Regions from separate parts of the Mus musculus genome. Here all the other regions are linked to region 4. The links are chromatin contacts, called in public Hi-C, HiChIP or PLAC-seq and promoter capture Hi-C maps. All regions are on one chromosome and are shown on one strand. Each heading gives the region's core, a stretch centred on a gene start, on an enhancer-like site or on the middle of the called end of the contact. The rest is flanking DNA. Distances are from core to core; before and after follow the strand shown.

What was found. Promoter capture Hi-C pulls out the DNA fragments that hold promoters and counts their contacts. A called contact is a pair of places that touch in the nucleus more often than the background predicts. HiChIP or PLAC-seq counts read pairs in DNA pulled down with a chosen protein or histone mark.
Region 1: an H3K4me3 HiChIP or PLAC-seq map of bone marrow-derived macrophages shows a contact between it and region 4, with 8 times the contacts expected there. The contact joins the promoter of Plpbp here to the promoter of Thap1 in region 4. A contact is called at or near these places in 17 of 39 promoter capture datasets (3T3-L1-derived adipocytes, the HPC-7 cell line, HPC-7-derived erythroid cells and 11 more), 2 of 484 Hi-C or Micro-C datasets (CD8 T cells and regulatory T cells), 22 of 115 datasets of contacts at active chromatin or transcription factors (the SCID.adh cell line, SST interneurons, acute myeloid leukemia and 18 more) and 3 of 9 other capture datasets (adipose tissue, embryonic stem cells and liver).
Region 2: a promoter capture Hi-C map of the HPC-7 cell line shows a contact between it and region 4. The contact joins the promoter of Erlin2 here to the promoter of Thap1 in region 4. A contact is called at or near these places in 22 of 39 promoter capture datasets (the 3T3-L1 cell line, 3T3-L1-derived adipocytes, the C10 cell line and 14 more), 2 of 15 datasets of contacts at CTCF or cohesin (large pre-B cells and stem cell-derived epiblast-like cells), 3 of 484 Hi-C or Micro-C datasets (CD4 T cells, the HPC-7 cell line and regulatory T cells), 24 of 115 datasets of contacts at active chromatin or transcription factors (SST interneurons, VIP interneurons, acute myeloid leukemia and 17 more) and 4 of 9 other capture datasets (adipose tissue, embryonic stem cells, liver and 1 more).
Region 3: a Hi-C map of embryonic stem cells shows a contact between it and region 4, with 6 times the contacts expected there. The contact joins the enhancer-like site here to the promoter of Thap1 in region 4. A contact is called at or near these places in 9 of 39 promoter capture datasets (the HPC-7 cell line, embryonic stem cells, hippocampal neurons and 3 more), 5 of 15 datasets of contacts at CTCF or cohesin (embryonic stem cells, large pre-B cells, pro-B cells and 1 more), 52 of 484 Hi-C or Micro-C datasets (the AtT-20 cell line, B cells, the Ba/F3 cell line and 25 more), 17 of 115 datasets of contacts at active chromatin or transcription factors (T-cell acute lymphoblastic leukemia, bone marrow-derived dendritic cells, bone marrow-derived macrophages and 12 more) and 3 of 9 other capture datasets (adipose tissue, embryonic stem cells and liver).
Region 5: a contact with region 4 is called in an H3K4me3 HiChIP or PLAC-seq map of fetal liver, with 7 times the contacts expected there. The contact joins the promoter of Brf2 here to the promoter of Thap1 in region 4. A contact is called at or near these places in 7 of 39 promoter capture datasets (the 3T3-L1 cell line, the HPC-7 cell line, cranial neural crest and 3 more), 2 of 484 Hi-C or Micro-C datasets (LSK cells and adipose-derived mesenchymal stem cells), 2 of 115 datasets of contacts at active chromatin or transcription factors (embryonic limb bud and fetal liver) and 3 of 9 other capture datasets (adipose tissue, liver and pancreatic islet).
Region 6: a contact with region 4 is called in an H3K27ac HiChIP or PLAC-seq map of extraembryonic endoderm stem cells, with 3 times the contacts expected there. The contact joins the promoter of Adgra2 here to the promoter of Thap1 in region 4. A contact is called at or near these places in 4 of 39 promoter capture datasets (the 3T3-L1 cell line, the HPC-7 cell line, cranial neural crest and 1 more), 7 of 115 datasets of contacts at active chromatin or transcription factors (astrocytes, bone marrow-derived macrophages, embryonic forebrain and 4 more) and 1 of 9 other capture datasets (adipose tissue).
Region 7: a promoter capture Hi-C map of the C10 cell line shows a contact between it and region 4, with 6 times the contacts expected there. The contact joins the enhancer-like site here to the promoter of Thap1 in region 4. A contact is called at or near these places in 8 of 39 promoter capture datasets (the 3T3-L1 cell line, the C10 cell line, the HPC-7 cell line and 4 more), 4 of 115 datasets of contacts at active chromatin or transcription factors (the 230-238 cell line, astrocytes, embryonic limb bud and 1 more) and 1 of 9 other capture datasets (adipose tissue).

What each region holds. Positions count from the first base shown.
Region 1 is chr8:27,040,699-27,043,928 of GRCm38.p6, forward strand. It overlaps Plpbp (pyridoxal phosphate binding protein), which reads left to right and starts at 1,857. Exons shown (of 8, transcript NM_054057.4): 1 at 1,857-2,015. The coding sequence starts at 1,917.
Region 2 is chr8:27,022,061-27,025,327 of GRCm38.p6, forward strand. It overlaps Erlin2 (ER lipid raft associated 2), which reads left to right and starts at 1,759. Exons shown (of 12, transcript NM_153592.3): 1 at 1,759-1,846; 2 at 2,997-3,118. The coding sequence starts at 3,012.
Region 3 is chr8:25,273,959-25,277,426 of GRCm38.p6, forward strand. It overlaps Gm39145 (a long non-coding RNA gene), which reads left to right. Exons shown (of 3, transcript XR_001778746.1): 2 at 483-625. Among named protein-coding and RNA genes, the nearest start is that of Gm39145, 4.6 kb to the left of the region's middle. Within about 2 kb of position 1,288, at least 244 of the 459 cell types and tissues checked have an H3K27ac peak or open chromatin away from gene starts, as enhancers often do. A contact at or near this core is called in the AtT-20 cell line, the Ba/F3 cell line, CD8 T cells and 28 more, where this site is marked.
Region 4 is chr8:26,156,570-26,159,803 of GRCm38.p6, forward strand. It overlaps Thap1 (THAP domain containing, apoptosis associated protein 1), which reads left to right and starts at 1,600. Exons shown (of 3, transcript NM_199042.2): 1 at 1,600-1,952. The coding sequence starts at 1,882.
Region 5 is chr8:27,127,185-27,130,149 of GRCm38.p6, forward strand. It overlaps Brf2 (BRF2, RNA polymerase III transcription initiation factor 50kDa subunit), which reads right to left and starts at 1,448. Exons shown (of 4, transcript NM_025686.2): 1 at 1,237-1,448; 2 at 276-335. The coding sequence starts at 1,390.
Region 6 is chr8:27,084,081-27,087,375 of GRCm38.p6, forward strand. It overlaps Adgra2 (adhesion G protein-coupled receptor A2), which reads left to right and starts at 1,761. Exons shown (of 19, transcript NM_054044.2): 1 at 1,761-2,131. The coding sequence starts at 1,866. Gm39151 (a long non-coding RNA gene) reads right to left here. Exons shown (of 3, transcript XR_870285.3): 3 at 2,189-3,295.
Region 7 is chr8:25,235,498-25,238,759 of GRCm38.p6, forward strand. It overlaps a transcript of Tacc1 not described here. Among named protein-coding and RNA genes, the nearest start is that of Gm39144, 19 kb to the right of the region's middle. Within about 2 kb of position 1,909, at least 15 of the 459 cell types and tissues checked have an H3K27ac peak or open chromatin away from gene starts, as enhancers often do. A contact at or near this core is called in adipose tissue and liver, where this site is marked.

The DNA.
Region 1 (3,230 bases), core at 607-3,106, 880 kb after region 4:
CCCTCTGGCACATCATCCTGTTCCCCTACGTTTTATTTTTCTTTTAAGTAGGGTTGCTTGCATAAGCCTGAGCTGTGAGTTATTTAGGCAAGGGCAACTTTCTAGTAGCAACACCACTGAGAAATATGGCTCCCCTTCCTCAGTAAGCACAGCTGTCCCACGATCCTCAGGAGCTCCCGCCTCATTCACAGCCCCAGTCCTGCACAGGTGACCACAGCTGTCGCCGTTGGTAATGGGCACAGGAGATATAGCAGTTCACACTACACCTCCCTACTACCCTCTGGCTCTTAGTTTTGTTTTGTTTTTTTCCATATCCCCCCCCTCTTCCAAGAGGTTCTTTGAACCTTGAAGGAGGTAGCACAGATGCTCTGATAGGGTTCAATAGTCATTTATTTTGAGCACTTTGACCAGTTGTGACTCTGTTAATCATTATCCATTGTAACACAAACAGCTTCTTTATCCAAGGCTGAGGTCAGCACTAACCTGTGGATATAAATATTCTGAAGACAGTTTGCTGCCATGTCCATTTAGCAAAACAGTAGTAGTAGGTTCTGTGTGTGTTTATGTATATGTGCAGATAGGTAGGTAGGTAGGTAGGTAGGTAGGTAGGTAGATAGATAGATAGATAGATAGATAGATAGATAGATAGATAGATAGAGGCCCCACCCTAAATCTGTAGTATTTATAGGTCTCATTTTTACATCTGTGTACATATGTATGTATACATCCTTGTGCATGCGCACATGCTCAGACACCCTGGCATTCATGTGGAGATCTGCAGGAGTCTGCTTTCTCCTTCCACCATATGACTTTGGACAGCAAGCGCCTCTGACCCCTGACCTGTCTTATCACCTTCAATTTTTTGAAGCAGAGCATCTCTTTGACTTCACGTCCATCCCAGCCTTCACGAACCCTTTAAACTTGACCCACTTATTCCTGACTAGTACTTCCCAACTGCAGCTCCACAGCCAGCTTCTCATTAGGCTCACTCTGTAACAGCCTTCTGGGCCCTTTCAGGTTTTGGGGTTTTTTTCACTGTGGTGACAGCAGTATATGAAGAGGCATTTACCTTCAATATCATTACTCCTAAAGTCTGGGAATGGAGAGAGAGCACTTACTGCTCTTATAGAGGTTCAGAACCCAGCACCCATCTATCCACTCATCAGTTCCAGAGAGTTCTATGCCCTCCTCTGACCTCTGTGGCAGTTCACAGACTTAACGTTCAGGGGAAACACCCACACAACAAAAATATAAATAAAAATATTTAAATTAAAAGGGGGCTGGAGAGATGGATCAGTAGTCAAGTGCACCTGTTGCTCTTGCAAAGGACCAGAATTCTGTCCCCAGCACACATGATGGCTCACAACCATCAGGTCGAGATCCAAAACTCTCCTGGCCATGGCACCACAGATACGACGGTGCATGCACATACATACATGAGGACAAAACAAATCAACGCACATAAAATAAATATTTTAAAAAAGAAATAATAGCTGGGCAGTGGTGGCACACGCCTTTAGACCCAGCACTTGGGATTTCAAGGCCACCCTGATCTAGAGAATGAGTTCCAGGACAGCCAGGACACAGAGAAGCCCTGTCTCGAAAGAAATTTAAAAATGGGAAGGAGAGGGGAGGGAAGGGAAAGGAAAAGAAGAAAGGAAAAAGGAAAGGAACGGAACGGATGAATGAAAGTTACTTTAATGTCTTGGTTTATACCGGCCCGCCCAGCCCTTGAACTCCCTAGGAGGCTTTCAGTCCGGGTAACCTCCGCCTTCCCCAAGATGGCGCCCGCCTGGGTGGCCAACCTCCGCTGGGGAAGTGGCTGGATGGTGAGCGGCGATTGGACCTCTCAGGAAGGGGGCGGGACCGGAAGGTGGGCTCGGTGAGTCGCGGGTCCTCCGGGCATCCTCTTGGGAATGTTGAGAGGTGGCAGCATGACGGCGGAGCTGGGAGTCGGGTTCGCGCTGCGGGCCGTGAACGAGCGAGTCCAGCAGAGTGTGGCGCGGCGGCCGCGGGTGAGGACCGGCGGAAGGGCACTGGGGAGGGCTGGAAGGGGGACACCTACGTGGGACGAGGTGTCACGGTGACGCAGAAGGGGCTCCCGGAGGGGCGGGGGCTGCAGAGGGGATCGCTGGGTTTCCATGGCGGTCGGTCTGGCCTTGAGGATCGGGACTTGCCGGGAGGTTGGCTTGGTTGGAGAAAGGTGTTCATTTAGGGCAAGTGACTCGTATCCAGGCGTCTCGCCATTCGTCATTGCCCTCGGTACCACCACGCCATTCGTCACCACGGTACTAGAGCCCTGGGAGGGCCGTGTCCACCCGCGATCACGTGCGTTGCGGCGGCCGCGAGCCGTGGTCTAGCTGCGCGTGAACTTGACACACACAGAGCGGGCGGGAGCTGTCAGGTGCCCTGTCACAAGCGTTTGTTATTTTCGTATGGTTGTTATGTCCCCCATTGGACTTCTAGACCGGTGCCAGTATCTGCTTTTCTCCATGCAAATTAAGCTACGTTATGTGAAGTGAGACAGAAAAAAAAAAAAAATCAAACACCTTTCCTTTCTGATCTAGTGTTCATGGTCTGAGATTTCAAAATGATGCCTGAAAACCGAAGGCTGAATTAACATAGTCTTCTCTTACCTGATGTCTGGGCATGTCCAGTTAACTACTCTAGCCCTAGCTAGGGTTCCTCACAGGGGAAGGAAATTAAGAGAGCCTTGGGAGTTCCTACCACCTTCCTGGTACCGGAGTTCTCGGGATTTCCCTAATGCAGCCCGCCTCGGGAGTTAGGCCTGCTTGACCGATTTGTCTCTGGAAGCCTCCAGTTAGTTCATCATCACACTAGGAATTAGACACAGTCAGTCCCTCAGAAGGAGGCAGCAGGAGACCGTGTGGTAATTGATGTGACGTCTCCAAGTCCTTGAGAGCACTGTGGTTCTGTGACAGTCTCAGAAACGGTGGGGTAGACGTAAGGAAAGCAGGGAAACCCTTCATTTTATGTAATGGATGTGAGGAGACTTTGCGTGAATCTAATCCTGAACACTGAGTTGTGGGTGTCTCGTTGTCAACTCTGCTGACTGTTGGTTGATTCATAGACTGAACAAGGCAGTGTATGTCTTTATCTCAATTGAGCCTCTTCCAGGGTGAGTGGAAGCGTTATTAATAATTACATCAGGACCAAAATGAGTTTCTAAACTATTTACCTTCGTGTATCAGAAGCCAGAAGTGACCTCC
Region 2 (3,267 bases), core at 509-3,008, 870 kb after region 4:
CTAGCCTCTCATGTACTGGAGGTCTCATTAGAGAGTAAGAGCAAGAAAGCTTACCAGTTCGGCAAATGAGGACTCCAGACTAAAACCTCCGTTCCCCTCACATATCAATGAGGCTGTTAGGAACTGTGGCTCCTAGACTGGGTGACGTCTCCAGTAAGGGACCTGACCTGCTTGCTGTTTCACCTTAGTGATCACTAAGGACAGAGTGGTGCTTGGGAGGGAAAGAAAGGTGAGAGACTGGAGTTTGGGGATAGGAGAGAGGTGAAGAAAGGGCTCTGGTACCAACATGTAAGAATATGTAAGAGTTGTTTGTAAGGAGAAACAAACACTGAGACTCCAGATGACCTCAAACAGCTGTGGGAGGCTTTATTTATTGTCGGAGAGGTAGATTGTCTAGTTTGGACCACACTCTGACCAGGGCACAGGACCCAGTCACTCAGGAACCAGAGTCCAGGAGAAGGCAGGTCACATGCTTCAAGCCTCAGGTTTTGTAGCTAAGAATCGGGAAGTGGGAGGGGGATCTTTAGGGGCAGAATGGGGAGTTTGCTGGGTCCCTTAGACAAGCTGTTTTGAAACTACTTGGTCTGTTGTCTTCTTCTGCAGCCACTGGGTGTCTGGGATTGGGGGCAGCTGCTTTTCTTCTGCTGTCACCAAACATCTGGCTTCCCGGAACTTTGAATTCAGTTTCAGTGCCTTGGCTTTTGGGAGAAGACAAAGGGGTTCCTTTACTCTTCTTTTCCTGAGTCCTAAAATCGTCGGACATTGACCACTGGCCATCTACTGTACGGAAAAGCCTTTTCATGTACTAAAAGCAGGAGTTAAAGTGGGCACTTCCTGGCCTGCAAACAAAATGACTGCAGTGGCCGGTTTAGAAATTTCCTGCTAAAGAAGCAGATTGGGGATAGAGGACAGCCATAAAGCCCTTAGTTCCAGCCCCAGGACAAAACGGAGAAAAGGCCCAGTATGAATGTCCAAAGGTAACGCTATGGCAGGGTGAGGTCATGTGAGGGCTTTAGGCTAGGAAAAACGTTTTCTTCCTGGTCTGCTATACCCCCCCGGGGGGGGGGGGGTGCAGATGACAGACAAAAGCTCACCATGGCATGTGTTAAGCAAGACAGGAAGCCCGAACTATTAAGGAAATGCTAAGTTTTCAACAACTGCTGTTGACCTCAGCACTCACAGATTTCAGAATCCGTTCATTAAAAATCGGAACAATAATTCCTTGTTAATTACTTTATGTTGCTGTGGGGACCTCAAGGCCAAACAAAGCTCTCAGAAAAGTATAAAGGGCAACTCAGAGTAGGACTGTTGACTGGCGACGTCATAATCTGCACCTTTGAAAGTTTCCTTCGGCTAATGCAGCAGGAAAAGAAGCGAGCAGAAGGACAAGAACGCTGCATCGCATTGATCCCGGCTCCGGAAGAAGAAAAGAAATCCAGCTCGGACTTGAAGCGAAGGAGAATCTCTAGCAACCTCCGAAGCCAGCGCCTCGGAAGGTGATACCAGAGCCTTGGTGTCCGGAGCCCGCTCTGCCAGCCCTGGGCATCCTAAAACCCGCAAGCCTAGGTGCGCAGCCAGTGTGCCAGCTCGCGAGCGTCCCCTGGCGCCACCGCCGAACACTGCGGCTCGCAGCGCGAGGGGGCGGAGCGGCCGGACGAGCACAGGGGTGTGGTGTGGGCGGGGTCTTCTTTTTATTTATTTATTTTTTTTATTTTTTGCGCGCGCGCGGACTGATGGCGTCATCGAAGCGACTGGCCCGGAAGGAAGTAGGGTGCTGAGGGGTGTGGCGGTTTCTACGGTTGCACGGGGGTTCGGCTGTGTACGGAGCGCCTGGAGGGACAGCCTGGTACGCGGCCGCCGCCCCTCCGTGCACGCTCGGCATCGCTGAGGCTCGGGGGGTGGGCGCGGCTGGAGCTGACGTCCTGAGCCCCCTCAGCTCGCCCACCCGGGAGTCCAGTCCCCTGCCCACGGGTCCGAGCGGAAGCTCTCGGCCGTGTCTGCCTCGCGGAGGAGGGCGGGGAAAGGGCAAGAGGTGGCTTTGGGGTGGTAGTGAGGACATTTGCAGAGAGGACACTCCTGCTGCTCGGTAGCTGAAGGCCGCTACGGTAAAAAATAAGTAAATTAGTCAGACCTGAGAGGTGGACTCCGTGCCCTGTGCCCGGTGTGCACGTCCGTCACTGTAGTGTTTTCCAGATCCTTCAGGGTTCAGGAAATGAGTGTCTACATGTAACTCTGTGGCATCTGGGACCCTGGACATTTGGGGACATCCCACCCCACCCCACCCCACCCTCACTTCGGAGTAGTCCAGAGTCTCCAGCCTGAGACATTTCCAGTTTCCTATAACCATGGGGCTTGCGGGGGCAAAGGATATGGGAGAATGTGTTACAGTTTTACATAGAGATCTGTCCCGTTTAAGTCCAAAGGAACAACAGAGAAGGTGGAGGACAGATCAGAGAGAGAATCCTACGTCGGAACTCAGTTGCTTGCTCTTCTCTCTCTCCCTCCCTCCCTCTCTCTCTTCCCCCCCTCAGGGTCCTAAGGGAATGACTGGTGGTTTCCTTCGAAATGGCAGGCAATTAGAAGTAGGAGGCTCTGACCAGAAATACATAGCCACAGCTGCCTGTCATTTGACATCCTCTGTAATTTGGGCCAGCACCCTGCAGCTGCCTCTCTTCCTTACAAGTATAAATGGCTCTGTTGACAACATGTTAACGTGAAGGGGAGAGAAGGCTGTGTTTTGAACCTTGCCCAAATGGCACCAAATCTCTCTTAGGTATAGCTGTTTCTGGAGCTAATGCCCCCTTGCTTCAATGGGAATTATACTTCCACAGTTAAGGAACGGAATGTTGACTGAGAACAAGGACACAGTGAGTTGTAGATCTGGCAAGTAGTGTGTGTGTGTTACAGCAGGCTGCCCCAGAATCACTTTACGTGAGCTTCAGCTTGGTGGCTCTCCTGTACGTCAGGCTACACATTGTCCCATATCTTCTCTCTAGGATACAGGTTCACTGATGGCTCAGTTGGGAGCTGTTGTGGCCGTGGCTTCCAGTTTCTTTTGTGCATCTCTCTTCTCAGCTGTGCACAAGATAGAAGAGGGACATATTGGAGTATATTACAGGTAAGGCAGAGACAGATGGCTCCCTCACCGCTTATAAGGTGCACGCGTGTCTTTATTTAAGTCTATAAACTTAAAACTGCCTTTAGTATTTTAAGGTGCTGCTGATATGAATTTGTGGGTTTAAAAGCAAAATCTGAAGGAACCATTGC
Region 3 (3,468 bases), core at 38-2,537, 880 kb before region 4:
GGCTCTTGGGGGGCTGTTTGGTTGTTTGGTTGGTTTTGGTTTGGCTTTAGTTTTGGTTTTAGTTTTTCGAGACAGAGTTTCTCTGTGTAGTACTGGAACCTACTTTGTAGACCAGGCTAGCCTCAAGCTCAGACATCTTGCCTCTGCCTCCCCAGTGCCTGGACCAAACGTCTGCATAGACCACCATTACCCAGTTCCAGATGGCCGAGAAGATAAAGGATTGACGTGTTTCAAGTATTCGACCGGTTACAAATTGTTTCAAAACGTTCCTCATTCTGTGTACGTGGCTGCAGATACTCCTTTAACCCCTGGGCATCTGCGGAGCGTGAACAGGGAGGATGGCCAGAACTCCAGGACATCACCCTTTGTTCAGCCCACTGCATAGATGTTATCTGAGAAGGAGCCCTGGGTGCATTAATCTGTTTGTCCTCTTACCCAAGCGCGTCAGCCATGTGACCCTGTGTTTGTCTCAACTTTGGCAGACCACAACCCACAACAGTGACGCATGCGGATGAGGTGGTAGAGAAGCATCTGCCTGGAGTCTGAACAAGATGAGTAAACACCGATGCCTGTGAGCCTCCGAATCCCACGGCCCAGGGTGTGGCCTCTATGGCCTTGGCCAAAGGTAACTCAGTAAGGTCAGCCTCTCCTCTCGCCAAGGACTTCTTTGCTGCCAGACCTTCCGAGCCTACTCAGAACACCTGAGAATGATGCCCACCTCCCCACCCCCAATTGTCTGTATCCTGTGGCTTTCTGTGTGGTTTAAAACAGTCAGCCCACCCTGTATCTCATTAGGGTTTGTTTTGAAGCAGGATCTCAAACTAGAGACCCTTCTGGCTCCCAGCACGAGGTGTCAGGACCACAGGCAGGAGCTACTGTAGACGTGCCAGTGTGTATTATGCACCGCTCGCTCCTACCTTTCTTTACCCGCCACACTTTCTGCCATATTCACAGGGTGTTAGGAGCCTTTTGGCAATGATCAGACACTCGTGACCATAACATTTCAGGGCTGCAAATGACCCAGGCCTTTGTGCTTGCTCACTGCCTACTCCCTCGAGAGGTCCCGAGGACCACTGATGCAGAGGTGCCTCATTAGTCACTGGGAGCCAGTAGACCAGCTGGAACTGAAAACAGACTCTTCCAAGAAAAGCCTGGGTTTTCCCCTTAGGCGTGCTGGGGTGCAGAGGAGGCCCACAGGACCTAGCGACCGCCTTAGCATTCCAGCCCGCTGGACAGGCACGCATTTCTTCCTCAAGAGGGCGCCGGCTGCCTGCGTCTAAGCTGTTGGCAAATGGATTCAGAGGACGGGAGTGACCTCTGGCCCAAGCACAGGGTTTCAAAAGCACCGGGGACATTCCAGCCACATCAAGATTGGGATACCAGTTCCGTAGATCCCATAAGTTCCGTGTTTCTGGACAGTTGAGGACTCTTTGCTTTAGCATCTTTCAGGAAGTTGAGACCTTTTCAGCCTCTGCGCGGTCGGCGTTTTGGACTTAGATGAGGAGGGGATCCTTTTCGGAGGAGCACAGCAGCCTCGCCCTGCACCCCGACAAGGACGTGCCAGGGCTCACCCCGCCTCTCCTTCAACGCTAGGATGGGTGGAGATCCGTCGTCCAGTGATGTAAGGGAGACTCTTGTGGCCCTCAAAAACTCGGAAACCAAGCTGGAAGGCTATTTCTGAGCATACCCCAGACCCAAGACAGAATTCGTGAATGTTCTACACAGGATATCACGATTTCTGTCCTGTAAACTTTTCTTCCAGGGAATTTTTTTTTCTCTTATTTGTTTTATCATCTCCAAATGGTGATCGTTTGAGAATTATGTGGTGTTTATCCTCCTGGCTATAAACTCTAAACCAGTGCAGGGGCTCCACCCCCCACTCCACCCCCCCCAGCCTGCATAGTTCCTATTTCTCAGGAGCCATTTATCTCCCTTTTATTGTTGTTTTCTTCATTGGCTTCCCCCTCAGCCAGACAGGCTTAATAACTGGCAGTCATCACGTACAGCAGAGTGGTGGCAGCCACCCCCGCAAAGGGGACCCAGTCGTTTCCCAGAGCCAGAATGCTCTGTAGCCACGGCCTCTATTGTTTTCTTAGCAGACTCCGGTTTTGTTTCTTGGCTCTCCTTGAATGAAGAAACTCTTAAAACATCATGTGTCTGCCTTGCTTTGTGTAGGAAAGCGCCGTAAACAGGAAGTCTACACACACACACACCCCTCCCAAAATAAAAGTGACCAGGCAATTAGGGCTTCTAGCATGACTTAACCCCCACTGCCCAGGCACCTTGGGGGGAAAGCTGGACTCCATTAATCAGGCCAAAGCACAGCTACAGGGAGGCCTGCCGGCAGCCAGAGAGGAGAGTGGGTGCCAAAGATCTGCCAAGAGAGGAAGAACAATATGGCCCACAGGCCTGCGTGAAAACCATCTCAGCCAAGTTGCAAAGAACGCATGACAATCTTTTGCATTGTCCTAGAGTGGCCTGAGAGGCCTCACTGGGAGCAGAGAGCTCAGTTGCCTAGCATTCCAGCCCTGGCACTTGGCTGCTTCTGCTGTTTTCAGGGCTGATTTGTAGTATGGGTACTGAGACTCCTACTACGTCGCCACACCAGCTTCTGAGAAACTTTATATCCTCAGTCATCAGCCAGTGTTGACTCAGTGTGGTTTCTCCCGGTCCATCCTGCCTAGGATGGAGTCTTACCTAAGTCAGCATCATAGACAACTAAGGAGGCAGGAGACTGGGGGGGTGCAACACCATGATAGAGCATGGTTTAGCATGCTGTGGTCCTGGGTTCCATCCTCAGTTACAAAAATGTAAGGAGGGAGGGAGGAAATAAAGAAACAGGTGGAATGGTACAATGATTTTTGAATTCTTAGGGAGAAGATAGAGAAACAGCGTGCGCCCAAGAAAGAGGTCTAGTGGAGTCTCTCTTCACAAGGAAACTCAGATTGGGCAGGAGCTTTCAACAACAAAGGATGCAGGAGGATAGTGCAATAGTTCTCAAGTCGGAAGGACAAAAAGACATTTTTAGGACAGGTTCTAAGCACACCTGGGAATGCAACACATAGACCATTATGATTCGAAGTGGCTTCCTCTCCCAGGTCGATTCCTCTGGTCCACTTGATTCTGTTCCTGGTTAGACTGCCATAACAAGCCTATGCATAGAAACGGCTGGGTGATGTTCCCAGGGAAAGCTCTCAACCGGACACAGTGGCAGCTTTTTCCTGGACAGGTGGGAGAGGACTCTGGTGTCTGCGGGTGGGAAGCTACAAGGTATCAGCTCAGCTCTTTAGGAAGCTACAATGTATCAGCTCAGCTCTGGCCTGACCCCCTCCGCTAGAGATGCTGCAGGAGCAAGGCTTTCCAACAGGTGGCGCTCTAGCAGTCAGAGCAAAGAGTCAGATGTTGACTAGACACCTGGCCTAAGGCTTCTAGCTAAGCGAAGACTCACCTTCTAGAAGCACTGTTGCT
Region 4 (3,234 bases), core at 350-2,849:
CATAAGTACACAACTTCACCAAAACAAAAAGGTATAAGGCAAACCTGACAGAAAAAAACACACAAGATACATCTTAAGGAAAGATGAAGCAGTCAGGGGACGGGCATCCCAGGCCAAGCAAAGCTGCCTATCTGAGCAGTTACAGGAGTGTAAGGACAAGCAGGGGAAGATGGTACAAACACAGGAGTACCTGCTGCTTATGCTGCCATCATCAGCAATTTGGACTTTATTCACTACAGAGGTATCCTGGGATGTCTAAGCTTTATAAACAAGGGGCTGGCAGTGTTTTTATGAGGGACAGAGAGAAAGCTGAAGACTAGGACTGACAAAAAGTTGAGACTGTGAGTACTTGAATTCAAGGATGGTGGTGAGAGAATAACCTCTCTATTCTATGAGGTTAACCTAAGTCTCGAGGAAGGGGTCCTAGGAGCAGCTGATAAGAGCACTTAGCATCAAGACTAATGATCCGAGTTAGGTCCCAGAGCCCACAAGGTGGAAGGAGAGAACCCACTCCCACAAACTGTCCTCTGACCCACAACATGTGTGCCTGGTGCCCAGCTGCCTGGAGTTATAGATGGTTGTGAACTGCCTTGTGGGTGCTGGGAATCGAACCCGGGTCACCTGCAAGAGCAACAAGTGTTCTTTTCTGCTGAATTAAAGCCTAGTTTTTTTGTTTTATCTCAGTGACACCAGGATTTCAGATTTAAGTAGTTGGCGAATGTATTAAACCATATACCTGATAACTCTGAAGGCAAGTCCATGTGTGCTCAAGTAAAACGAGCTAGGAAAAGATGGTATGTGGGTTCAATAGTCAAAGTTCTAGAGATGGTAGCCACTAAATAGATCCTTAAGAGAAGCAATATTTAAGGGTACAGAAAATAGTTTATAAGGGAGAGAATGCGCCACACACTCCAAACTACAGAGGGTCAAGCCTGTAACACTTGTCTTCAGCTTGAAAAATCGCTGCGCCTACACAAAGGTAACAACGTTCAGAAGTGCACTGTAGGGATGGAAAGATGGCTCTGCAGTTGAGAGCACTGACTGCTCTTACATAGGTCCTGAGTTCAATTCCCAGCAACCACATGGTGGCTCACAACCATCTGCAGTGAGATCTGATGCCCTCTTCTGGTGTGTCTGAAGACAGCGACAGTGTACTCACATACATTTAAAAAAAAAAAAAAAGGTCTTCCTTCCCAGCTTAGAGGAAATGAAATGCGCGTTTGTCCTCGTTGTCTAGTTAGACGGTCACCTGGATTCTGAACGTGGACCACAGGTTTGTACAATCCACGCATCTGCTGGTTCCCCCCCCTTTAAAAAAAAACTGCGTATGGCCAGGGACGAGCTCTTCCACGTTCTCCTGCAGGCTTTCGGACCCAACAGGCCGTTCTTTATCAAGCTGCAGCAGAAAACGCCGGACAAATTAACGACAGTCACCACTACGAGAACGACTGCAGTCAGGATCCCAAACAAACGCGCTCTCTTCCGGCCAAGGCGCAGAGGGCCCACCCACTTCCGCACTGCTGACCACGCCCCACAGGCGCGCCTCGCCCCAGCCAATGGTCAGCTTCCCTGGGAACGTTACCTTCAGCCAATCAGAGACGGCGAGCCGAGTCCTCGCGAGAGGTGAGGCTGAAGCTGCCTCCGCCATCTTGAAGATGGGAGACGGGCGACAGCTGTGGTCCTTCTGCTAAAGCAAACCCCACAACGGACAGGGTAGTCACTCCCCCACCCCAACCCCCACCCCACGGCGAGGTGATCGTCCCCGTAACTGCTGACCGACGCCACCGAGAGCGGCGAGCGTTATCAAGGCCGAGCGCGGCGACCCCGACGGCCCCCTTCGCCTGCCTCCCGGGCCGAAGGGAAGTGTGGAGGGCCAGAAGGATGGTGCAGTCCTGCTCCGCCTACGGCTGCAAGAACCGCTACGACAAGGACAAGCCCGTCTCCTTCCACAAGTAGGTAACTGGCGTGCTCCGCGGCCGCGGCGACAGGGGCGCGCGGGCGGGTGGGGGCGGAGCCCGGCGCGTGGCCGCGCGAGACCTGGAGGAGGCGGGGCGGGCGCTCGGGCGCTCAGGGCGGCGGACGGGCCGGGCCGGCGGGGGCGGGGACCCACGGGGGCGCGTCCCCGTGGCTGCGCGCCCCCGCTGCGCATCCCGGGCGCGCGGCGTCTCCGTTGGTCTTGGCCTCCGCTGGGGGCTGAGACCGCGCGCCTTCGCGCTCGCGGAGGGTTTCCGGCGGGCGGGCAAGCGAGCGAGCGACGCCCAGAAGCCTCTCGCAGCCCTGCGTACCTCTTCGTCCCAAGCCGCGGCGTGGCCGTGGCACATAGGGAGGAAGTCGAGCTGGGAACGCACAGGGGGAGGAGGACAGGTTTCGGACCTCACTGTGGATGCCGGGAAGGAAGCAGGGCAGCTGACCGGGATGCCAGGGAGGACTCTTAAGTCCTAGCGTCAAAGAACCAACCTTTAGCATCCATGGGCTTTAGAGGAGGCTCTTGGTATTGTCGAGATGAACCCCTGTCTTTCAACACACAGGAAGAACGAGACGATAGCACACACTTGACTCTGTTGCCGTGGTGAAGGTTAATGTGAGCGAATACCAGCTTTACCCCCACAGCCGTCAGGGCTCGTTCTTGTAGTGGGTGCAGCAATCAAGAAGCCAGGGTGAAAAATACTCTGGAGAGATGGCTCAGCGGTTGAGAGCACTGACTGCTCCTCCAGAGGTCCTGAGTTCAATTCCCAGCAACCACATGGTGGCTCACAACCATCCGTAATGAGAAATGACGCCTTCTTCTGATGTGTCTGAAGACAGCTACAGTGTACTTATATATAATAAATAAATCTTTTTAAAGAGAAAAATAAAAATACTCTCTTGAAAGAAGAAAGTCATAGAATTAGCGTTACTGATGGTGTTTGTTAATGCTAACAGTCCACAAAATGTGACAATTTTTAGGCAGGTAAATTTGTTGTTACAAGTTTTATGTTAGGTTTTGGAGGAATTCCTGACTGTATGCAGATGATAGCTAAGAAATCAGATCCACTGGTAAATTATGCAAGTTATCCATAGCAAAACGATTACAGAAACAAATTTCACAATGGTCTCTCAGATTTTGAGGGGTCAGTAGTGTTCATGTTTAATAATGTTTGCAAGAAAGTAAGACTTGTGTGCTGTTTTCTCTGGGGAATAGGCTAGAATATAGCCTAAACTATGACTTGGTTTTTTGAAATTTCATACATCCTC
Region 5 (2,965 bases), core at 198-2,697, 970 kb after region 4:
GGAGAGATGGCTCAGCAGTTAAAAGGCACTATTGCTCTTGTAGACGACCTGGGGTTTGCTTCCCAGCATCCACAGGGCTGCTCACGACCATCTATAACTGCAATTCCAGATGATCCAACCCCCTCTTCTAACTCCATGGGCACCAGGCATGCACATGCTGCACACACACACATACATGCAGTAAGAACACCCATACACATAATATCAAAACATTAAACAGTGACATAAATAAAAGCAAAGCTGAAATTTAAGGGGGAAAAAAGTTTGATTCTCACCTCGTTGCTGGCAGCGACTAACTTGTTCGTTTTCCCCAGTGCTTCGAGAATATGTCACTTCTGTAAAATAGCAAACAACAAATTACCCAGCTGGCCTTCGTTCACCTCCTCCTTGCCCTCTGACTGCATAAGGCCAGGGAGATTTCAAATGACTGTGTATCTACTTCTACCTCAGAGAAGATACCCATCTATGTAAAAGTAATAGGACAGAACTGTATTTTTAAAAGCTGCACTGGCAATTCTGATTTTCCAATAATTTCTCTGATACATTCACTTTTGAGGGCTGCATTAGCCAAGGGCTAGAGCAGTGGTTCTCAACCTTCCTAATGCTGCCACCCTTTAATACAGTTCCTCACGTTGTGGTGACCCCCAACCTTAACATTATTTTCGTTGCTACTTCATAACTGTAATTTTGTAATGGTTACACGAAGATTGCATTAGCTACAGAAAAAAAAGAGAATTATGAATTGCATTATGAATCATAATGTAAACCGCCTATATGCAGGATGGTCTTAGGGGACTCCTGTGAAAGATTCTGTGGACACCACGGCGGTCACCACCCACCGGTTGAGAACCGCTGTACTAGAGCAATGGCGTGGAACGCAGAGGAGAGCAAGTTGCCAATTAGTGCTAAAACCTGCTAGGAGATGATGGTTCGTGTTGTTATTTTCAAATAATTTACCGGCACTCCTTCAACACTGACTAGGTCTGACAAGACGAATGAAACCTTTATCGTTTCGTTCATTCACCAACCAATATACCCACCCAATGCCAGACACCGTTGTAGGTACTGGGAAATCAGATGGATCGCACCCTCCTCCAGCTCATCTGTTTACTTAAGCCCAATTCTCTCACATTTAACTGTGCGCATGGCCAAGAAAGGGAGGAGGCTGGAAAGAGGGAGCTGGGTTTAAGGACTCCACCGCCCAAGGCTGGCGATCCCCGGGTTCAAGACCAGTACCCCTGAAGTTGCCCTCGTCGCTAAAGGTGGTAGTTAGGACCCCTTCGGTGACCACGCAGCCGCAGTCGGAGCACACCAGCTGGCTCTGAGAATAATGCGAATCTTCCACGAGCTCGGAGGAGCCGCAATCCGGGCAGCGGCTTCCGTTCGGCATCTCGTCGGTCGGTCCAGGGCTGCGGTACCGCCGTCAGGCACAAACTCCCAGAGAACTTGTAACTGGGCAGCGGCAATAAAGTGGAGGGGCGCTTATTCCGGATGCACCATCCTCCTCCGGCCAGCTGGCCAATCGGCTGGCAGTTTGCTCCTCCCCTCGGCAGTACGCCACTTCCGATCCCTTCTGTGGACTCGGGTAGAAACCTGAGTTAGAAAGGGAGGTTCCTGGATTTAACTGTTTCTCAGGCTCTCTGGGTTTTTGTGGTTAGGCCACGTGGGGAGTTGACACAAACCACAGATGTGGAATTGTTGTCTGCAAAACACTATTTTTTAAAATATATTATCCAATTTATAATTTATTTTTTAGCCTATCATGCTTATGTAGCCCAGGCTGACCTAAAATACTGATCCTCCTGCCTCTGCCTACTACATGCTGGGATTACAGGCTTGTATTACCATGCCTGATTTAACTCCCTTCAAAAAAGTGGAACCAGTTTTTTCCTTTCTATGTAGTAAGGAACGTTAAGTTTGACCGTAGTAGAAAATAGATCACTCTGCAGTGAGAGAGCAGTAAATTGTGTTGTACTCTACGGACCTCCCCACACTAAGTTGCCGTCTCTCTTTCAAAGTCTCTCTTGTTGTTGTTGTTTTCCAACATATTTCTTTAATCCTAGCATTTAGGAGGTAGAGATTGAGCCAAGCCTGGTGTACATAATGAGTTCAGTCCAGTCAGAGCAACTTAATAAGAACATGTCTCTAAATAAATACAATAAGATGAACTAAAATCTTGAGTGGTAGATTTAAATATCTTCAGAGAATAGCATGAAAAACCATAGTTCTCTCCTCAAAGAGGATGTACAAGAGTTTATGCTAGAGCCAAAAAGGAGGACTTGAGCCCAGGAACAGATAGATACAAGTTTCTCCAAATAACACATAGAACTGTTAAGTGGTTACATGAAGATTGCATTAGATTTAGAACAAAGAGAGCCATATATCATACGATAGGGACCACTGGTAATAACATTACAGAATATGGGGAAACCCTTTCCATGGGTTTCAGATGCTATCTTCTGAATTGATGGAGGCTAGGAGTTGGTAAGAATGCATTTTAAATTGTCGGATTTTATTGTTGGTTTGATTTGGGTGTTTTGTTTTGTTTTGTACTTTAAGACAAGAGTCACTGTATATCTCTGGCTGTCTTGGAACTCATTATATATACCAGGATAGTCTTAAACTCACAGAAATCTGCCTCTCTCTACCTTCTGAGTGCTAGGATTAAAGACATTTGCTACTACATCTGGCCTTCAAACACACACATACACACACACACACACACACACACACCTCCTCTCTCCCCTTCAACTTTTGGCAAACTGGAAGCTACAGGCCGACTCAGACATGTTTAAAACCTTGAACTTTGAGCTATCCACGTGGCACGTGCCTTTAATTCTGACACTCAGAAGGCAGAGGCAGGCAGGTTTCTTTGAGTCCAAGGGCAATTTGATGTACAGAGTGAGTGCCTGGCCAGCTAGGGCTAGCTAGACCCTCTCTTAATTTTTTTTTAAGAGAGAAAAGG
Region 6 (3,295 bases), core at 511-3,010, 930 kb after region 4:
GCCTAAGGCTCCTGCTGGGAGTGTCCATTCCATTTCTCAGTTCCTCCATTTGCAACCACTATTTATTTATCTTTGGAAGCTCAAGGAAACAGAACCTGCAACAGGGACTGACCAGGGACTCTAATGAGGGAAGAAAGCTAAGAAGCTGGCGGCTGGGGCCATCAGGCCTGAGAGAGGCTACTTCCCTGGAAAGGAGATGGGAGATCTGGCTCACAGGCCACAGTGGCAGAAAAGGCACTGAGCACCTCAGTAGGACCAAGGTGGGGTTACTCTGTTGGCACAGGAGGGTCATGAGCAGGAGGGGTTCTGCCCCAATCCTGAAGTTCTCCCGCTACATAGCAATAAAGGTTCTACTGAGTGATTTAAAAAAAAAAAAAGTGATGGTTTCTGGGGAAACTGGGAGGCAGCATCCTGGGTCCTCTAACCCCAACCTTCTTTTCAGTTGGCACTGCAGCACCTCTAACACCCACAGGCATTAGCTGTTGGTCATTGTTACTGTTGCTTTTTTGAGGTCATGTCCATAGGCACTTTGACTCCCCAGTGGTCAAAAGCCAGATCCTACCTAGGACTGGCCCTTCTTCCTCCTTCTCTGGCCACGGTTTACAAGCAAGGCTCAATAGACTACACACCCCTAGGTGTTACATGCTGTGTCAAGTCAAACAGCTAATAAAAGACATGGAGGGGGGCTGAAACCTATACTGCGATACCCTGGCTGGTGGTAGAGTCTGCCCACACCCTAATATAGATCCCTGGGCCTTCTCTTATTTTCCCCTTACTCATTTACTGCCCTGCCCCAACACACACACACACACACACACACACACACACACACACACAGTGTTAACAGGAGGATAGCTTTGGCAGTGTCTGCCTTAACCTTTGACCTCTCCTTGGCCTAATGACATGCACCTCCCGCTGGGCAAGGTCAATGCTCACAGGGTAAGATCTATGGCCTCCTTGTCTCAGTCTTGTGCCCTCCTGCTGTGGCTTCAATCCAAGTCTGAGGGGTGGGAACAGGACTGTGAGAGTCAACTTATAGATCGGCTCATCGCGACAGGGGCCAAAGAGAAACCTTAGATCCTGAGCTAAGTTCAACCCCTTAACCCGGAGCACCAGACTTCCCAGGCCAAACCAGAACTTCAACGAAAGTCCTAGAAAGAGGGGTGTAGGCTGGATGAGAGAGCGTTTTTTTTTTGTGGAAAGTGATGGTTGCCTTACAAGTCTGAGCTGGGCGGTAGAGAGAGAAAGTCCTGGCTAGTAGAAAGAGTCGTGACAGGACAACAGTCTTGGTTCAGGGTAGGTGATGGGGTATAGGAGTGGGTGTCTGCTCAAGCTGTCTTCTAGGCTTGCACTTGAAGGAGGGCAGCCGCCTGGCAGGGTATCAGGCGGCGCTAGGGCCTCGCAGAGTGACGAGGCGGTGATGGAGGCGGGCGGGGGCTGGCGGCGGGAGCTGAGCGGCGCCTAGCTGCCCCCATCCATGGCACGGAGCTGCGGCAGCGGCGGCGGCAGCAACAGGAGCCCGGCACGATCCGCTAGGTCTCAGCCGCGCGCAGGGCGAGCCGGCCACGCGCAGGGACCAAGCTTCCGTCGGCTCGGAGCGCTGCGCTGAGACTCCGGCCGCGCCGCCGGGGGCCACCCGCGCTGCGCTGTCAGCGGCGCCCGCGTCCCTCCCGGCCCGGGTGCTCGCAAGCCATGCCCCCGGAGCGCAGCAGCGGGGACCCCGAGGCTTGCCTCCGCCCATGGCCCCCCGCCCCGCCCTCGGGCGCCCGGGACTCCCGCTGAGCACTCCTCCCGCACGCCCGGGTCCCTCCGGCCGGCGAGCCGTCCGGCCCCTGCGCTGTAGGTCCCCGCGGGGCGATGGGTTGATGGGCGCGGGGGGACGCAGGATGCCGGTGCCTCCCGCGCGTTTGCTGCTGCTGCCGCTGCTGCCTTGTCTTCTGCTCCTGGCTCCTGGAACTCGGGGTGCGCCTGGCTGCCCGGTCCCTATCCGCGGTTGCAAGTGCTCTGGGGAGCGGCCCAAGGGACTAAGTGGCGGCGCCCACAACCCGGCTCGAAGGAGGGTGGTGTGCGGCGGTGGGGATCTCCCCGAACCTCCAGATCCCGGCCTTCTGCCAAACGGCACCATCACCTTGTGAGTACCTTAGTTTGTGCCGGGTATGGTCAATTAGTGGGACTTAAGTGGGGGGGGGGGGGGGGGCGACGATCTTGCCACTTGAGAGCCTGGGGAAAGTCTGAGTCCAGGCGACAACCGGGAAACTCGAAGTTCTAGGATCAGAGAAACCCCGGTATGGCCCCAGAGCGAGAGGCATCGCGGAAGCCTGCTCACCTGCACAGGTGAAGTGCGTGTGGACGGTGGAGGGACCACTCCGTGTCCCTTGTCCCAGATTGGCTAGTGTTGCAGCCTTACGAGGCCCTGAGCTGGGTGAGAGTGGGATCGGTGTCAGGGACCCATTAGGTGGCTGTGGTCCTCACCACCTTTGAGGCTTCGGAGCCCGCATGACAGGGAGCCTGCTGGTTTCAGCTAGCTAGCCTGGTTCCTCTAACTGGGATAACCCAGTCTGCGGTGCCCCGCCCCGGGCCTGCTGAGCTCTGCTCCCAGCCCGGCTTCTTGGGCAGGGGAGCCTGAGACCGCTAAGCCTGTCCTTGGAATGCAGGCGCTTCTGATCTGACCCCGTGCCCCATCTCCTCTTGGGCTCTCTCCCATTGCGCATATAGTTTGGCTGTTTATCGATTAACTTAATTACTCAACGATTTGGTAGGAAAACCTGACTGAAGGGAGGCACGTGCCTCCCGGCCTCCTTCCATAGTTCTCCCTTCAAATCGGGGCCTGATTAAACCCTTGCTTTCCTGGCCCGCGAGCACCTATGCTCTTTAACCCGAGTCTTAAGTCCCGGCAACCGCACTCGGAGAGCTTCCCGCACCCCAGCGGTTTCCTGAGCTGACCATATGCTCCAAGTTCCACGCGACGTGGTTTAAGGGTCGTGCCCCGGCGGCGGCTCCTTGCTTTCCTGTTCAGGATCTAGCCTAAAAGCCGCTTCCCCTTCCCTGTCATCCTGACCCTGGAGAGAACCTTTTCTCCAAACCACCCCTCGCCCAGGGCTGGGGCTGGTTTCATGATTGTACCCAGAACAATACAGTAAGTCCTGTGGCGGGTTCAGAGGCAGCTGGCTTCCTGACAGGACACAACTGGTCAGCTTGTGATGTTGGCCGGCTGGCTTGCATTTTCTCCATCCAGCTGGGCTGTGTGCCTCGCAGTGGAGACTGGATCTCTTCTCTCTCCCACCTCGATGCAAGC
Region 7 (3,262 bases), core at 659-3,158, 920 kb before region 4:
ACACACTTGATCACATACACACACACTTGGTCACATACACACATACACTCTTGGTCACACACACATATACACTTGGTCACATGATCATACACACACTTGATCACACACACACACACACACTTGGTCACATACACACACATACACACTTGGTCACATACACACACATACACACTTGGTCACATACACACACATACATACTTGGTCACATACACACACATACACACTTGGTCTCACACACACACACACTTGGTCACTGACCTAGCCCATTATTCACTAAATCTCAAATGCAAAGATTGGTTCAGAAATGTCACAGGTGCACATCTTATATTTCAGACAGACAAGCTAATAAGAATGAGGTGATTATTTATAAATCATAGGCTCTGATTTACGTCATTTTCCAAAACCTCCCCCCACAAACCTCTCATCGTTCTTAGAAAAGCCACCATGGACATATTGCCGAAAGCAATCAGCCAGAGAAGTGGGGGTGAAGGGGGAGGGAGGTGTTTCAAACATCGCAGCAAACTATCCCACACCCACTCACAGGGTGCCTACCTTCTTGGTAGTCCTTTCCAGGAAATTACATGAAATAAAAATTCAGAGGTGGGAGATGTCAAGATGGCTCAGTGGGTAAGAGCACTGACTGCTCTTCCAAAGGTCCCTAGTTCAAATCCCAGCAACTACATGGTGGCTCACAACCACCTGTAATGAGATCTGATGCCCTCTTCTGGTGAGTCCGAAGACAGCTACAGTGTACTTATGTATAATAATAAATAAATCTTTGGGCTGGAGTGAGCAGGGCCAACCGGAGTGAGCAAAGTGAACAGAGGTCCTAAATTCAATTCTCAACAACCACATGAAGGCTCACAACCATCTGTACAGCTACAGTACACGCATATACATAAAATAAATCAATAAATCCTTAAAAAAAAACAACAGAGGTGGTTGAGTTGGTAACGCAGCTCAGTTGAGAGAGAACCTGATTGGCAAACCTGAGGCCTTGGGTTCAATTCCCAGCTCTGCATAAAACCAGGATTGGCCGTGCACACCTGTAACCCCAGCACTGGCGAAGCCAGGGCAGCTATTTCCCCAGAGTCCTAGAGTAAGCGTCCTCAATGCAGTGTCACAAGAATTCTAACCCAGGTGTGCCTGACCCCACAGCTGTCCTCAGTCCTCAAAGCCCCTAGGAATGAATGAATGAATGAATGAATGAATGAATCTCCTCCAGCTTTTTTGTTTGTTTTGTTTTGCTTTTCAAGACAGGATTTCTCTGCATGGCCCTGGCTGTCCTGGGCTCAGAGATCTGCCTGCCTCTGCCTTCTGAGGGCCAGGATTAAAGGTATGCACCACCAATGTCCTGCAAATTTTAAATTTTTAATTTTATTTTTTATATTTATTTGTTTGTTTGTTTGTTTGTTTGTTTTTGCCTGCTTGCACATCTGTGCACTCTGTGTGTGCCTGATGGGTTTGGAAAGCCAAAGGAGAATATCAGATTCCCAGCTTGGAGTTAGCAGTGTGAGCAACGGTGTGGGTCCTGGGAATCAAACCCAAGGCCCAGGGAAGAACAGTCAGTTCTCTTAACCACTAAACCATCTCTGCAGTCTGTCTCGAGCTTTTTACCCAAGCCCTGGGCTCAGAGAAGGTCAGCGGCTAGACTTTAAATCCTGATGACCTTGACCTCAAGCCAGGCGTTTGTTTCCATGCACGTCTCTGCTTCTTTGTATTTCTCAGCTGAGTTCTGGAAAAAGCTTTATCTGAAGGACAAACTGTGAACATTCTCAAAGACAGTTTCTCCCTCAAAAGAAAAACCGCCTTTGAGTGCATTAGTCACATGACTTTCATGCTAATGGGGACGTCCTTGATGTCAACGTTATCCAGGGCAGCCACAAATCCGACAGGAAGTCTGTGGGGACCATGTGAACAATGAGTCCTTGCTCTCTGACCCTGGAGAGACTTGTCACATGTGTGTCCACTCAGCCGCACTTGGGTTAAAAAGAATTCTTTTTGCTTATGAAATCTCATCTTTCTCAAGAGTCCATTTTTTCTCTCTTTTTTTTTTTTTCCTCTTGAAACAGGGTTTCTCTGTGTAGCCCTGGCTGACCTGGAACTTGTTCTGTAGACCAGGCTGGCCTCAAACTCACAGAGATCTGTTTGTCTCGGCCTTCCAAGTGCTGGGACTAAAGTCATGCCCCACCATGCCTGGCTTCAAAAGGGGTCTTTAAGTGGTCTTTAAGGGGTCTTTAATGGTCTCACGTGTCTGCTAAGGCTGCCTCACTGAGGAGAGCCCGTGCACTCTAATGAGACCAAAAGTCCCAGTCCTGAGTATGAAACCCAGAGCTAAGGCAAGCCTCTACCACTGACTCATGTCCTTCTTAATTGAAGTGAAGAGAGGCTGTTCCTAAGCAAACACCAAGGTTGACCGTCATTTGCATTAGTCAATTTTCGGCAAGTTTGGCCATACGTAGAAGGGACAGGAGGAAACTCCAGGGGAACAGCAAGACACTAGATAATTTAACAACTGCTGACATAACACCCCAGCAGCTGGACTCACGTGTACCTTCATTTCTTCAAATGCTGCCATTGAGTAGGTTCACTATTCACTTTCAAACTATGCAGTAAACCTGGCCACCGTTGGCAAAGAGCACTCAGCTTCCATCCTTGGCTGAGAGAATAGACTGTATGTACCAGATAAAACGGTTCACAGATTAAAAAAAAAAAAAAAAAAAAAAAAAAAAAGGTTGTGATTCATACAACCATCTATCAACCTCGGAGCAGCCTATGAAGCTGTTCCTACCATTCGGTTAACAAAGGAGGAAGTTGAGACCCTGAGACACTTAGAAATAGATAAAAGTCCCCCAGCTGTCAGGAAACAGACCCTGGACTTAGAGGCACAGCTATTCCCATCCCTCACAGACACACCCATCTGTCTGTGTGTGTCTCTGTGTGTGTGTCTGCACATCTGCGTCTCTGTCTCACTCAGACTAGTTTATTTTTATTTTATGAATATGAGTGTTTTGCCAGCATGTATGTATGTACACCACATTTGTGCCTGGTGCCCAAAGAAGTCAGAAGATGACGTCATTCCCCTGGAATGTTATGGAAGTTTCTGAACCACCCTGTTGGTGCTGGGAATTGAACTCAGATCCTTGGCAAAAGGAGTGCTCTTAACCACTGAGCCATCTCTCCAGCCCCTATTTTTCTTTCTTTTTGGTTTGTGTTTGTTTGTTTGTTTTGAGTCAGGGTTTCTCTGTGTAGTCCTGGCTGT